2 separate regions of the Anser cygnoides genome follow, and region 1 is linked to region 2. A link is a contact called in public Hi-C data. All regions are on one chromosome and are shown on one strand. Each heading gives the region's core, a stretch centred on a gene start, on an enhancer-like site or on the middle of the called end of the contact. The rest is flanking DNA. Distances are from core to core; before and after follow the strand shown. Region 1 has its middle 28 kb from the start of RP1L1. Region 2 overlaps PINX1 (PIN2 (TERF1) interacting telomerase inhibitor 1).

Region 1 (7,060 bases), core at 1,844-4,343, 150 kb after region 2:
TAGTTTTAATGCAGGAGTGTGGATGTAGGTGCTCATTCATTGCCTAGTGCAATCACAGGGGGCATGCTTCCACCTAGCAGTACCTTAGTTTTAGTTGCTTTGGGTTTGGGTGGGCAATGGGTGCTGGTGAGGTTAGGGGTTGAGTTACCTGGGGATTGCTTCTTAGTGATATTGGCAAGTTTCTATCAGAGGTACAAGACCAATGCCCTCTGGCCTGAGTTTCTAGATTTACTCCTCAGGACATGGGTTGTGCTAACTATTTTCTTCATCTGTGGCTGTGATCTGCAGATCCTCAGCCTGGACTATCCCAGCACAAGGCTAGAAAGAAAGAGGAAAAGGATGGCCCTTAACAGCTGTCCTGCACTCTTCCAAGGTGACTCTTCAGAAGAAAAGTAGAGCTGCAGGCACCAAAATGTGAAGAATAAGGCCCAGGACCAAGGCCCCGTGAGTTGTTTGATGAATAGAGACACAGGGGAGAGTGGCACACAGAGGGAAAGCTTGACACATGCTATTAGGTATTAACAAGGCAAGGCAAACTTTGTCACAGGGAAAACTAGAAAGCAACGACCACTGCAAAACAGAAATGGACGTGTTTTACCAAATAGTAATGAAAAATGCATAGGGAAGCATTTACTACAGGGTCTGACCAGAAGTCATGCTAGCCCTTACCATGTCTCTGGAATGCTTAGAAGTTTTTAGGAAGAGAATATAGTAGTAGTGTACAGGGCTACACTCCCCAGTAAACCCAGCTGAAACCAAGCTAGAGCTTATGGACATTGCTGAAACCTTTTATTATTATTATTATTATTATTATTATTATTATTATTATTATTGTTGTTGTTGTTGTTGTTGTTGTTATTGTTATTATTATTGTTGTTGTTATTATTATTATTATTATTGTTGTTGTTGCTGTTGTTGTTGTTGTTGTTGTTATTTAACCCTTAGCTGCTATAAGGATCTTCAAGCAGTAACTCCATATTTTTAATATTGTTCTCATTAGACAGCAAAGAGGCATTAAAGCATTGTGGGTGCAACAAGACAACCCCAGAGAGCAGCAGAACACAGCTCCTGCCTTCCAAGTCGAATGCCCAACTCTGACCCCAAGTCCACATTTTTTTCGCATCCCCTCTGCAAGCAATGCCTCATATCAGTACAAAACCCCAGGTTAAAAAAAAAAAAAAAAAAAAAAAAAGTAAATAAAATGAAAAAAGACTATTGGGAAACTCCAGTGGCTCTTGAGCAAAGCAACAACTCACTGTTTACCCTGGTGGAAAGGCTTTAACATCACCCTAAGCCGATGTTAAAACAAACAGACAAATAAGGCTTGGCCTCAGCTCGCTTTAAAACAAACATTTGTCAATTAATCATGTATCAGTTATTAAAACTCCTCCAATAACCATAAACCGGGAGCTGGCTGGTTTCACTTCGGTCGCTCTCGTTGGTCCGTTTACCCAAGTCATGAGACTCCGAGGCTCATTTTTCAGTTTCAGTCTGCAGTGCCTTGCTGGGGGTGATATAATGCTCTCCATAACCTCTCTGTCCTGGAAGAAGCCGTGCTCAGTCAATACCCCATCAGGGTGACAGGTCCTAAATCCCACTGCAAGCTGTGATGGATTGTCTCAGGTTGAGATTTCATATATCTCCGGCTTTCAGAGGGGAGCTGACACAAATAATTGGTGTCGCTTTGGCTGGGCCAGTGCCAAATGCTGACAAAACAGTCCCTAATCAGAAGGGACGCTGTTTCATGCTGGGATTTGCACACTGGACAATGGGAAGGTGTCGTCACAGCTGTGAGTTTGAGGGGTCTCAGCTCGCTGGGATGCAGTAACCTCTTGGGCAGTGCAGGAGCTCGGTATTGTGAGCACGGCTGGTGGCACAACCAGCTCTGCAAGAGCTGTGTGCAAGCTTGGAAACAGCTAAAGGCTCACCCTGAGCCTTGGATTGCTCAGGAGCCCAGGAGAAAGGTCCCTGAGCCCTTATCCTTGCGTAAATCAACCCTTAATGCTCTGTTGAAAGACTGACAGGATGCTGCCTAAGGTGGTGACAAGTTCCTTGCATGCATGGCTGGGTCAGAAGGGCAGTAGCCAGGGTTATTTGCCGTTACGTGTGCTCTGGTAGCACCTTTCGTCCCTGGGAAGCAGGTGCACTTTCTTACTATGGGTGCTCCATCAGAGTACACAGTTTCAACCCTAAAATCTCAAAATTTGTACAGGCATTCAGGAGTGAGAAGGGACTAGAGGCTTTCTCAACATCGTAAAATGGGGCCTGTGCCCAGATCTCCAACATCCTAGGTCTGCTTTACCCACAAAACTTATCCTCCCCAAACTTCCCACTACTTTATTGCAGTCACCTATCCCCACCTACCTTTAACTAAGAGACCTCTGGGCCAGCATATTGGGACCCCAACCCTAACTCAGCCCCCTGCACTACCAAAATTTAGCAGTAATAAGTAGCCATTTCCTGGAGAGATGACCCATCTTGATCCATCCAAGGCCAGGCTGGATGGGGCTTTGAGCAACCTGATCTGGTGGGAAATGTCCCTGCCATGAAGTTAGAATTTGGATGATCTTTAAGCTTCCTCCCAACCCAAACTATTCTGGGATTTTGTGATTCTGGGATTTTGTGATTCTGGGATTCTGGGATCCTAGGACTGGCAGCTTCCTGGGATAAATCAAATTCAGCTCCACTAAGCCAGTGGGTGAACATTACCCCAAGACTCCCCAGGTCTCACTGAAAGGTTTCAGGCTCTAAGAGGGATTCACATAGTAACTACAGGCACGTTTCTATACTTAAGAACTTGAACTTGGTGACACATGAATAGAGGGAGTGTATTTTACATGCCCCCAGGGCTTTCAAAGGCCGCTTAATTGTCCTCCCCCACTCCCACTTTTCCTTTGCTGTATTGTTAGCGTTATCAACAATTCCCATGCACTATACCACCAAGCAGGAAAATAATTCAACACCTGGCACTGGGCTTGTATCCTGTCTGCAGGGGCCGCCGGGCGAACAATTAGGTCTGCAGCCACCGTATGGCACCGCACACGGCCGAGCGGGGAAGGAAACCTGGGGGCAACTGCACAATTGGCGGGGAAGCATCGGCCGCGCTCAGAGGAATAGCTGGCCACTAATGGGTTTGCTGTTCCAACTCTCTGCAGGAGTTATGAGACGTGCGTGCATTTGACGCCCTCTGCTGACTATATGATAAATATGAGTATATCGTGGTTTTTTTTTGTTTGTTTTTGTTTTTGTTTTTTTTTAATGCTGTAATTCAAAGCCAGGCCCCGGTCACTGGGTCTTATCAGCTTTGTTTTAACATGGTCATAAAATAATAAAAAGATGGGATGGGAGGGACTTCTTGGTCGCGTCCTCCCACAAAATAAAACTCAGCTTTGCTTAAATTCTGATTTATATAACTGAATCTGTCTTCTTAAAACTTCTTTAGAAAGTTTTTTTCCCCGCTCTGTCAGTGTTTACCTTTCCTCTGCTGGTTTAACATCATGGCCATTCAACTTATAGCATCTCTAGCCCTGACAGTACAGATGCAGCCATGGACTCCTGGCTCCTTAAGAGCTAATGTGGAAGGTGTGAGGTCCCTACTTCCATCAACCTGATGTCTTACAGGGTTTCTGAATCTCTAGTGTCTGGCCCAGCTTTGGCTCCCAGGACCATAAGTTTTCCCACCCCTGGAGAGCACAGCTAGACTTGAGGAAGCAGAGCTGACCTCTCAGGATGAATTTTCTTCCAAAATTCTCAAAATCCTATTGAAGTTGCAGATTTTACAATTTCCTCTTTCAAGAACTGACACTTTTTGTTCTGAGACAGCCTATATCTTTTTTTTTTTCCTGATGAACAGCAGGGGGAGGAGACCAGCAACAGGGGCTGATGGCATGTTGGGACCATCTGGTTTTCCACAGAGGTTCCAATTAGAAACCAGTCATGGTTTCTGACACTTCTTCTGTGAATATCTCCTGAACAGGTTACCTGGGCACAGGAAAGGGGGATGTTCTTAAAAAGATATATTGTACTTTGCACAAAGGCTCAGCATTACTGACTGTAACTCTGGTTAGACTACAGGCTAGAGTGAGCAGAGGGGTTTTGCCCAGGCTGAGCTAAAATATGCTGACCACAAGGGTTATATGCAAACACAGAAAGTGCCTCGTATTTTCTATTGGTACCTATACTCTGTAATTTGCAGGGATTTTTAAGAAACCCCATTGCTTATTCAATGTCTCTTGCTCTGCGGCTGCGCCGTGATCCTACAGCCCAGCTGATTTCAGGCAGCAGTCTGAGAGGTCACGTTTCCGTGTGAGCCATCCTCGTGGGGTGTCGTGGGAAGACATACATCTTGCAGACCTGATTCTGGAGGCATGGAGCCAGAAAGAGCAGCCAGGCTGTTTTTGACCAAATTTTGAATGCATGCTGACCCTGCTTCAACACTTTGCTGTCTGGTAGCTGAAAAGAAACCCCTGGGGAATGAAGGCCCCGCACCCAAGGTTTAGGTGCCCTTTCTGTCTGGCTATTTCACTCTTACAAGAAAATAGCTTTATTCTTGCCTCTGTTCATTGATTGAAGCAGAAAGAAGGCTGAGGGAAGACCAGGTTTAAATTCTTCATATTAGAGGTGACTGAGACCAATATCTCTTAACTGCCCTAGGGTATAGAGTACCTTGGCGTGAGTCAGGCTGTGATCAGAGATACTACACGCACCACACAACTCTTGCATTCCATCTGGACCAGTCAGAGTGACTACCACTCGGAGGGCCCATGTGTAGGAGCTTCATTAGTACCTTGCTCCAATGAATGGTTTAGGTGCCCACAACGAGCAGGAAGTTCAGGTCCCTGACACGTAGGACCTCCTCTCGCTCAAGTTTCCACACTTTGCTCCCAAGCTTACCAGCTGAGATGTGTCCCACCTTACAAAGTGTGTCCCCTGCCTTTGGTATTTGGGTCACTTTCCTTTGCAGCATGGGCAGACCTTGATTCCTCAACAAGGAGTGGCAGCCACAATCTTCTGCTCGGAAATCTGAATTAGCCATCCCCTCTCTGCCGTGCTCGGGGGAAGCCGGATGCCTAACTTCGGCTCGCAGGGATGTAGGCACTTATAAGCCGGGTCGTGCGATGCTCGGTGTTGCAGTGACTAACCAATTCTTGCGCTGCTCTCTCCCACGTCCCACCTGCAACCAAGCATGGCAGCTCTCCAGGCTCCCAAGCACTGATGAAAGTGTCGAGATTAAGTTTTAGCTTTGGGAAATATTTCATCGTGACAAAACAACGGCCATATTTCCTGTATCTTTAGACAAAAGAAGTAACAGGCATATGTGTATCAAGTGTATTTATCTATACAGGATTTTGCCTTACAAGGAACAATAGAAACTTGAATCCATGCAGCCACCCAACCACAGCAGAATGTTTAGATTTTTTTTTTTGTTGTTTTGGAAAATGTTGTGCATGCGGGAGTTCCTTAACACAGCAAGACAGCAGGCAGCTTCCTGTTATGAAAACAGCCAGCAACCTGACATTCAGCAATCTGACATTCCCCGCACCCAACGTGATAAACAGGGCCGATAAAGATCTGCCACAATAGGTACAATAGCACCCCCCCCATAAAGGAATAGGACATGGAAAGAGTCTCAATACACAAATATCCCAAGCCATCTCTTCCAGTTTCTTTTATACAGTAGATAATCTCATCCTGCTTTCCCAACATTGATTCACTTCCCCTCAGGCAGGGGTCAAAGCAGGATCTGGGTGTTTGATACCACTTTCTAGCAGGTCTTTGTAGTTCAGAGGCAACGCTCAGTTGAATCCTGAAAACTGTTTACTGGGTTTCCCTTCCTCCTGCCATTTACGGTCCCTGCCTTTCAATGCCACAGCTGCTGAACTCATCTAGCTTGTCCCCAAATTCACCTCCTTGATCTGAATTCAATTCCAGAAGCAAAACAGAAAATAGTGGGAATTTCTTCCCCCTTCCTTGACCTTGGTAATGGATGCTGCCTATTTTCCTCCCTGGCTCCATACAGCCCCCACCACAGTGGTGCTCTGAGCCCCACTGTGGAGGCTGCAGGAGAATTATCAGATAATAGTAAAACCTCAGCAAATAAGCACAAGGTGCAGGCTTGTCCCTCATCATAAAAATATCTGCAAAGTAAAAGAGGGTAATGTCCTTAATTGCTACTCAGCTCCTCTATTTTATAAGGGCTTCAGCCATTTGCCAGCCCCTCCACAAACTCCAGCAGACTTCAGTGGAGCATCTGCTTTGGGCTGCTATCAGAAAGTAGGGAAGACTTAGCTGTTGTGTGCTCACAGCTTTATGGATACCGCCTAGCCAGCAAAGACAGAAGGGAGATATCCAAATCTTCCTCTTGAGCTTTCAAAGAAAGGACAGGCTCTCTCTGGCTGGTAGAAAACTTTGTAAAGAGGAGGAGATGCTCTATATGGATGGAAAATTTTGAAGCACTTCTTGGGCTTATGGCTCAGTTCCTTTAGCCTCTGCCTCTTCTGCTCACGAGGAAGCTTCCTTTGAAGCCTCCTTTGAAACCAGTGTCCCCATCCCAGCAGAGCAGCTCTAGGAGGAGACGTGAAGGTGGGTGGACATCATACCATGCAAACTGGGCGCAGGCAAGCTGCCTCCCACATGCAATACCAGACCAGACCTAATATTGCAAGTACAGCTTTTGAAGGTATTCGAGTTCTTTCTGCCACGCTTGGGGAGAGCAATTTGTCTCAAGGAGGATTTCTTGGTGGCTGAGGCACACATAGATAGCACCCTGGAGCAAGCTCATTGGCAACACCAAGGCAAGAACTCATCCCCGTGCCCCAAAACAGCCGAGGAGGGCTGATGCGAGATGGGGATGCACAGCCCACGACCCCCACCAGCTGCAGTGCCTGTGCCCTGTCTCTCTGAAGGGAAGCAAGGACCATTGTTTTCTCTGAGAGCACAGCTGGAGGAGGCACACCCTCGCCTCCAAACAATAGCTCCACAGCCAGACACTTGTCCAGGGGGTAACTTGTGTGCTGTGAGGGTTGAAGTACTTCTGGCACATCACCACAAGGCCAGGCAG
Region 2 (7,071 bases), core at 540-3,039:
ACACGGGGGACCTTTTTCTGGGATGTACTACAGCCGTGCTTGTTTCTTTTTAAAGCATCCAGAGCCAGTATGAAAGCTCAGAACACAGGCATTCACCATTGCAGTGCATTTGCCTTCCTTTTTCCTTATTAACTATCACATCTGGTTTCCATGCTCTGGTGGTTTCTTGAATACCTACTTTTCCTGTCCTCAAAGAGCTGCTCCTTTGCTTTTGACTCAGAGTTATGCATCTCTGTTTTGAGTGTAGTATAATGTGATTTTTGTAGAGCACACAAGTGGGGTAACTACACAGCTCTCCCAAAGGGGCTATTTATAAAGTTTATTGGTTTTGAAAAGTGTTGTGCGGTTTGACCTTGGTTTGTAAAAATGAACTAATGCAAGGCTGTCAGGTGTGAGCTTACAGAAAGAATTTCAGCTGGCTTACAATCTCTCCTTTGGACTGGTACATCTCAAACTCTGAGCGTACATCTAAACAACCCTGTGGAGTGTTGTTAAACCAAGGGCTTCTGTTTGGGCACAGCAACTTGTCCACGTGCTGCTGGTGTCGGAATTGCCAGCTTAATGAAGTTAGCCACTCTTAATTCATCCTTAACATTTGTGCGCAAAAGATTTTCAGGAAGAGGAAAGGTAGAAAGAGGAGGAGGAAGATCAGTTAAAATGAAGTCTCAAACTTGTTGTCTAATCCTAGAGGGCTGGGATTAAAATTCTAAACACAATGCTTTAAAAACAGTTACTTTAATTGCTGTGTTAAGTTATTCTCGTGCATTGGAGCCCTCATCGTGATCTGAGGCCACACAGTGCTGCTAGCTGCTGTAGTGAAAGTCCTCAAGAGGTAGAATAGCGTATTGTAGGGAAATTCCAAAAGTTCCTGTCTACCTTTATATCTAAATCCTACCCAAGTTCCAACTTGAGCCATGAGAAGATCGTTTAGGTGTAACTGGTGGGAAACCTGCAAACTGATGAGCAGGGAGCTGAAATGATTTGCCCAAGGGCACAATGAGTCAGCACAGAGGCAGGTTCATTGAGCAAGGCTGTCTTGTTCCTAAAGCTGTACTCTATCCTGTAGGTCATCTGTACGGATACAAAGTGGTCCCATAAAACCATATTTCTCCCTTTTTTACTCAGTTATTTTTCCTTGGTCTTTTTAGCAGCTTGGACAAGAGATTTCAGTCACTGAGCACAAATTCGGATGCAAGTTGAAAAGTCCCGGTCAGAATCACGTTGGGTGATTTGCAGACTGTAAGCATTGCTCTGAAACTTGTTTCTTTGGCAATTGTTTAAGCTGGCAAAACTCATCCAGATAATTCCGCCTGCAGCTGTGCTGCAGGATCAAATGTTACATTGTTGGCCATCATCCAGTTTCAAATTGCATTAAAAGTCAGCTGAAAACCTTCATTGTTCTTAAATAACTGGTGTAGTTGCCAGAGCTGGATTGCAATTAGAGATTGGGAAGGAAGGGCCCTGTGTCGGTTTGTATGCCAACATTCAAATACCCTTAATCTAGATAGATTTAGCTTTCTTCTCTTATTTTTCTAGCTGAGCACCTGGTGAGGAGTTTTGATTCTTGGCTTTTTTGCTGGGATGCTGAGTGGTGAGGACTGTGTCTGTAAAATGGGGTAAAACATGCTGGCCGTGCCTGTCATGTGCTTCGGAATATTTATCTGTATCAGATTTGCTCTAGAAATGCCCCAACTTATTTATGACTAAATTGCGTTTAGACACAGCAGAAGACAGGCAGATGTACCAACTTGTATGTGCCCATTGCCAGCACATTTCTAAGCTCGGTGAAATTACTTCTTGAAGGCACAAGGCGGTGCTGCTACCCCTTTTGCTGTAAGAATGAAGTGCGGGAGGAAGCCTTGTGGAAGTCCCTTCCTGTGTAAAATTCAGTACAAGCATATAGGAGAGCAGGCTCAGAGTGTTGCGCCTATAGTCAGGGTATTTTAATTGTCATGCTTACTTTGCCCATAGGCCCTTCTATTGAGGATTTTCAAGTTGACTGCAAAATCTGTCTAAAACTGGATTTTCTAGTTAAGGTTTACGTGCAACATCCAGAGTAGATCTGAGGCTGCTTTCTGGTAATAAACTCTCCCACTGCGGGCTGTAGATCTCATTTTTAGGTCTATGACTATCATCAGGTGGCACTACTTGTGAAGTGCTGTAATACCAATGTCAGAAAAACTTGGTCTGCACAGCTTTCAGGGGTGGGATTGTATGAAAAAGGTGACTCAACTTGGCCTGCAGGGTATGGGTTGATTTCCCTACCTATCCCAGCTGCCACTGGCAAAAAAAAAAAAAAAAAAAAGAAACATTTCACCCTAAGTAGCCTTTTCTATAGCACAGAATCCTGTCGTGCCTACTTCTCTTTGGGACAGAACCATTAGGTAGTTCTTACTGGACTGCAGGTTACCTCCTTCCAATAATTTCTTGTAAATTAACAGATTTAAATTAACAAATAGCATGTCTGTACCAGTAACCTGCCATGGCACAGAGACTTGCTATCTTTATTGTTAAATAGTTAGATAATCCCTCACATGCTTCTGACCTGCACAAGCTAACAGTCTCTCAAACAACTCCTGAATGAAAGTGGGACTTAGCAATCCCCAGAGACCATTCCCAGTGGGGTAGCTCAGAAGCAGCCCTTCAACTGAAAGGTAGAAGAACTAAATAATATAGATGTGGCACTTCTAGCTGGCCTCAGGAAAGAAAAAGGTCTGCCTGTTTAATTTCCTTACACAGAGATACCAGACTGTGCCCAGATGGGGGCACTTTAAGTAGCGATAGAGTTGGAAAACTTGCCTGGTGTGATGTCTTTAATTTTTTTCTCTCCCTTACTGTCCATTCAGGTTCGGTATTTTATTTTGTACCATTTCTTACGGCTTTCTCAGACACTAGCACTGGAAATATTTTGTAACAAACGGCACAACTGATCCATCTTCTTCTTACCATAGAAAATGCGTTAAATTAGACTTTACCTTAGACCTGCAGTGCTTGTATCTGCCTTTTTCAAATTACACTAGATTGGAAATGGGAAGGGAAGGGGATGTGGCAAAAAAAGAATCACGCAGTAACATGTCTCAGAGGAAAGTTACCATGCTTCCTTCAGTGGTATGCTGTTACAACTTGGTTTTGAAAGAGAAAGTTAACTACAGTGATGTTTGAATTCGGTTGTTAGTGTTTCTCTAACAGGGTTGGAACCTGTATTTTTATTTTTTAGAGTCCTCGGTGACTAATCAGAAGACGACGTTTAGTCTCGAGGAAAAATCCAAATCCTCCAAGAAACGTGTCCATTATATGAAGTTTGCAAAAGGTAAGAGGAATTGTTTCTGGTTTGTAAGCTCCAGCCAAGATTAGTAAAGCATATGTCAAGGTGATCTGTTACTTTCTGTAGTCTATATATGACAAGTAGAATCTTGGTTTAGAAATACCCCTTGCAGCAACCTGCCTAAAGCTATAATACACTATTTCTCTTTATTTTGGACAATTCTGTCTGGCTTTAGGCTGATGTCATTGAATAAATCAATTCCTGTCTGTAGGAACCATCAGCTGACTGTAGAATTATGAACATTCTCAGGAATGTGAGTGGGAAAAGGGCTGGAGAGGGAGGCAAAGGTGATGGCCAAGTAACTCTGTTATCTGGACTGCACTGTCCTCTGCAATCTCCAGTAACCCTGCCAAGAGATCATGTGGATAAGATAAGCGGTCAGATTAGATGATGCAGGAGGAAGCAAGCCCTCTTACATCTCCTAGATACTTTATTGGGTCAATTCGGACAGCGATGGGTGGCCAGAAAGTCTGTATCAAGAACTTGTGGAGCTGGGTAACCTCTTTCTCTGTAGAGTGATGGCATTATTTCAGCCAAACCTGCTTTCTGCTCTTGGCCATTGTTAATCCCTTGCTCTGTTTCTCTCTTGGTAGCATTCCCTTTCCATGCACCCCTGTGCACATGGTGGGTGTGAATCTGTGGTTCAGTAGAGGGATGGGATCAGTTTCCACTACTGGTTAATTTATTAAACTTAAAGCTCGGTGTAATGTTTTTGGATAACAAATGCTTCTGCTAAAGCAGAGGTAATTGGCTTCTGAATGGAGGCCAAATTCTGATATTGGGGGTTGGGTCTTTTGATGAATTAATTCAACCTAGAAGTCAAGTGTGTTAACATGACCCTGCCACTTAATGACATTAAACAATTAAAGTGGTTCAGGACTTTAAGTACAGAAACCATGGCCTACTTGAGGTAGTAGCAAAGAGGATTTATTTTTGTTTTTAAATTTTTACTAAATAAAGGGGGGAAAAAGCATCTTTTGAGCACTTAAAATACAGAGCAAGGCTTTCGTGTTAACAATATCCCTTATTTGTTTGAATGCAGTGCTTCTGTAAGGTAGGCCCCTCTTGGACTGTACCCTCTGTGGTTTAAACCAGGGAAATTCCTCCTTTTCAGGGAAAGAGGAGAAGTTATTTGAAAAAGGCTAATGTTGTTGTGGCCCTTGTTGTTGAAGTCCGATCCTGCTTCCTTTCAGACTAAACAAGACAAGCTCACACAAAAGCGGGAGAAGGGAGCAGCAACGATAGAAAACACAGCTTCCGTTTCTGATGCTGTTTTGTAGCCTCACTGCTGGAGGAACACAGGCACCGCTCATGGTCTTGGCCATCTCACTTGAATCTGGGAAATTTATATCAATATGAGATTGACAGTGATGTGAAATGCTCTGTGGTGACGTGTCTCCTAACCCTCCGTAGGCAGTTAAAGATCCTGAGAAAAAGAAGCAGGTGGAATAGTCAGATTTTGTTTTGAGGTCAGTGATTTTGGAGTCTGACCATCAAGCACAGTAAGGTGAGAGCCAAGCAGACTCCTGGGGTGCTGTCATTTGGCCTGTGTGGACTAATTTTTGTTTCTTCAACTTTTTCTGACTTGCTTTCTCAAAGAATTCTCTGAGGCAAGCAGCAGACAACTGAATATAAAGGCTTCTACGCTGTGAGCTCGGCCAAACATTTGCTGGCATCTCAGAGTATCACATCACACCCATTGTCTTTCCTCTCTCTGCTTCATGCCTGGTACCCAGCTGGCCACACGACAGTCACATGGGAATAATGGTCCTACTGAAACGCTTTGCTTTGCCCTTGAAATTGTTTTTATGTGGGGATAATCCAGTGTGTTGCAGAGATGGAGGTTTTGCTTTTCAGAAGCAGTTTCATGAGTCAAAGAAAAGCACCCACTGAGTAAAGATTTTTATGTTTTTACTATATGGAGGAGATACAAGTCGCTAACTTTGTCAGAGATGGAGAATTCTCATGAGAGTCCCAAGATGTGCATGTTCTCTCTGAACTTTTCTTGTCTGCAGGAGGATACAACTCTTCTTCCCCTTTAGAGTAAGTAGAACAGGCTTTTTCCCTCGTCTTGCTGTGCCAATTACAGTGTCAGATGTGGGGAAAACAAGTTGTTTCCCTGTGGGCGTACGGGGACGTAGGCTATGGTTGCCTCCTCAGCAGCCTTCCCCCACCCACACATACATTTCCTATTGTATGTGGTAGCCATGGGCAGCGTTCATGTAGTGTCTGTAACATACTGTTTCTGATTTGTGCGCCTCCAAAAATAACTTCTCCATCTCTGTGGGTTACAGTTTGTTATCGCCAAATGTGAAGATTGTGTTTTATTTTCCTCTCCTTACTCCTTCCAGGTAAGGATCTCTCTTCGCGCAGTGAAGATGATCTGTCCTGCATATTTGGGAAGCGACAGAAGACTACGAAGATGCAGGTAAATGAAGCTTCATCTTTCTTTTGTTTCCTTGCTTATTTTTGCTTATAATAAAGGCATGTTTAAATGTCTTGCTGCTAATTAGATTACCATGTTTATCAAAAGCAAGGGGTCTTCTGCCTATTTTTATGTAGAGGTTGCAGGTGGAGTGCCGTTCTCTGAACTGTTAGAAGAGTATTTAATATCTGTATGAATTGCTGTGATGTAACTTCTTTGGAATTAGGAATCTTCACTACTTTAATTTTACACTACATAGGTGATGTACATTGCAAAGTAGATAAATTTTCCTTCATCTGAAAGTTCCATAAACATCTGAAATAAAATTTGACATTCGGCAGCAACCGGCCAATCTCAGCAAGCTGCTTTATTTTTCACAAGAACTGGGAAAGGCTGAGCAGCTGCAGAGGTTTGCTCATCTTTGAGCAACGACAAATAGCGAGAAGACTTTCCCCAACTTTGTGTAATGCAATCAACATTTCTACTAGCATTTTTTATACTATTTATTAGCATTTTCCACTTGCGGAGAACAGACCTGCTATACCAGTGTATGAGAAACAGGCTTACACTGGGACATGACTAATGTATCCAGAAACATTCTTTGGAAAAGATAACATCTGGAGAAACACAAATAAATACGCTGCATGGATGGCACTGTTGATACTCTCTGAAGTCTCTTGCAGCTAAAGGGAAAGATGGGACCTGAAAACTTTGAATGGAAGTTTCTGAAATACCCTGTGTGTATTTGACACCTTGCTTGTCGTGCAGTACTCTTGAGAATTGTTTTGTAACTTCACTGTTAGCCACTGTGAAATTTGGAAGGAGAAGAATAGGGGGACAAATGCGCCGTAAGATCCTGGGCAGCAGCAAAAGTAATAACATGTTTCTGGTTGTATAAAGTATAGGTGGAACGACAAGGGGGTTGTGAAGAAGAAGTTGTGATTCACTGAGGATTCTTCACTGGAAAGACCTCCTAATATGAAATACAAAATACTTTGGTGGGTGTCTTGGATTAATTTGAAGGATTTGGTCTTGCTGTTATCCTGTGTAGTGTTGTAATTTCAGACAATGTGCTGTAGGTTTTAGAGATGCTGGTCGGAAAAACTGTTTTGTGGGTACTCTCCTCTAAACTACGAAAATACAGTCACAGCTAATGAAACGAGGAAGCTGGAAGAGACATAAGCAAATCAAGAACTGTCCTGTCTTGTCTGCCACCGTGAAGAACGGTGTGAACCTTTGTTGCAAGTCACATGGTTTAGCTTGAAAGGTGAGAGCTTGGGCAGAGGCTGTCAGTCAAAACAGAACCAATCTGAACTTACAG

What was found. Hi-C and Micro-C count contacts between places; a contact is called where the count stands out from the background.
Region 1: a Hi-C map of liver shows a contact between it and region 2, with 2.1 times the contacts expected there. The contact joins two enhancer-like sites. A contact is called at or near these places in 4 of 7 Hi-C or Micro-C datasets (granulosa cells and liver).

What each region holds. Positions count from the first base shown.
Region 1 is chr3:120,199,963-120,207,022 of Taihu_goose_T2T_genome, forward strand. No RefSeq gene overlaps it. Among named protein-coding and RNA genes, the nearest start is that of RP1L1, 28 kb to the left of the region's middle. Within about 2 kb of position 3,094, at least 2 of the 3 cell types and tissues checked have open chromatin away from gene starts, as enhancers often do.
Region 2 is chr3:120,051,807-120,058,877 of Taihu_goose_T2T_genome, forward strand. It overlaps PINX1 (PIN2 (TERF1) interacting telomerase inhibitor 1), which reads left to right. Exons shown (of 7, transcript XM_048079353.2): 5 at 3,218-3,310; 6 at 5,677-5,753. Among named protein-coding and RNA genes, the nearest start is that of PINX1, 12 kb to the left of the region's middle. Within about 2 kb of position 1,790, at least 1 of the 3 cell types and tissues checked has open chromatin away from gene starts, as enhancers often do.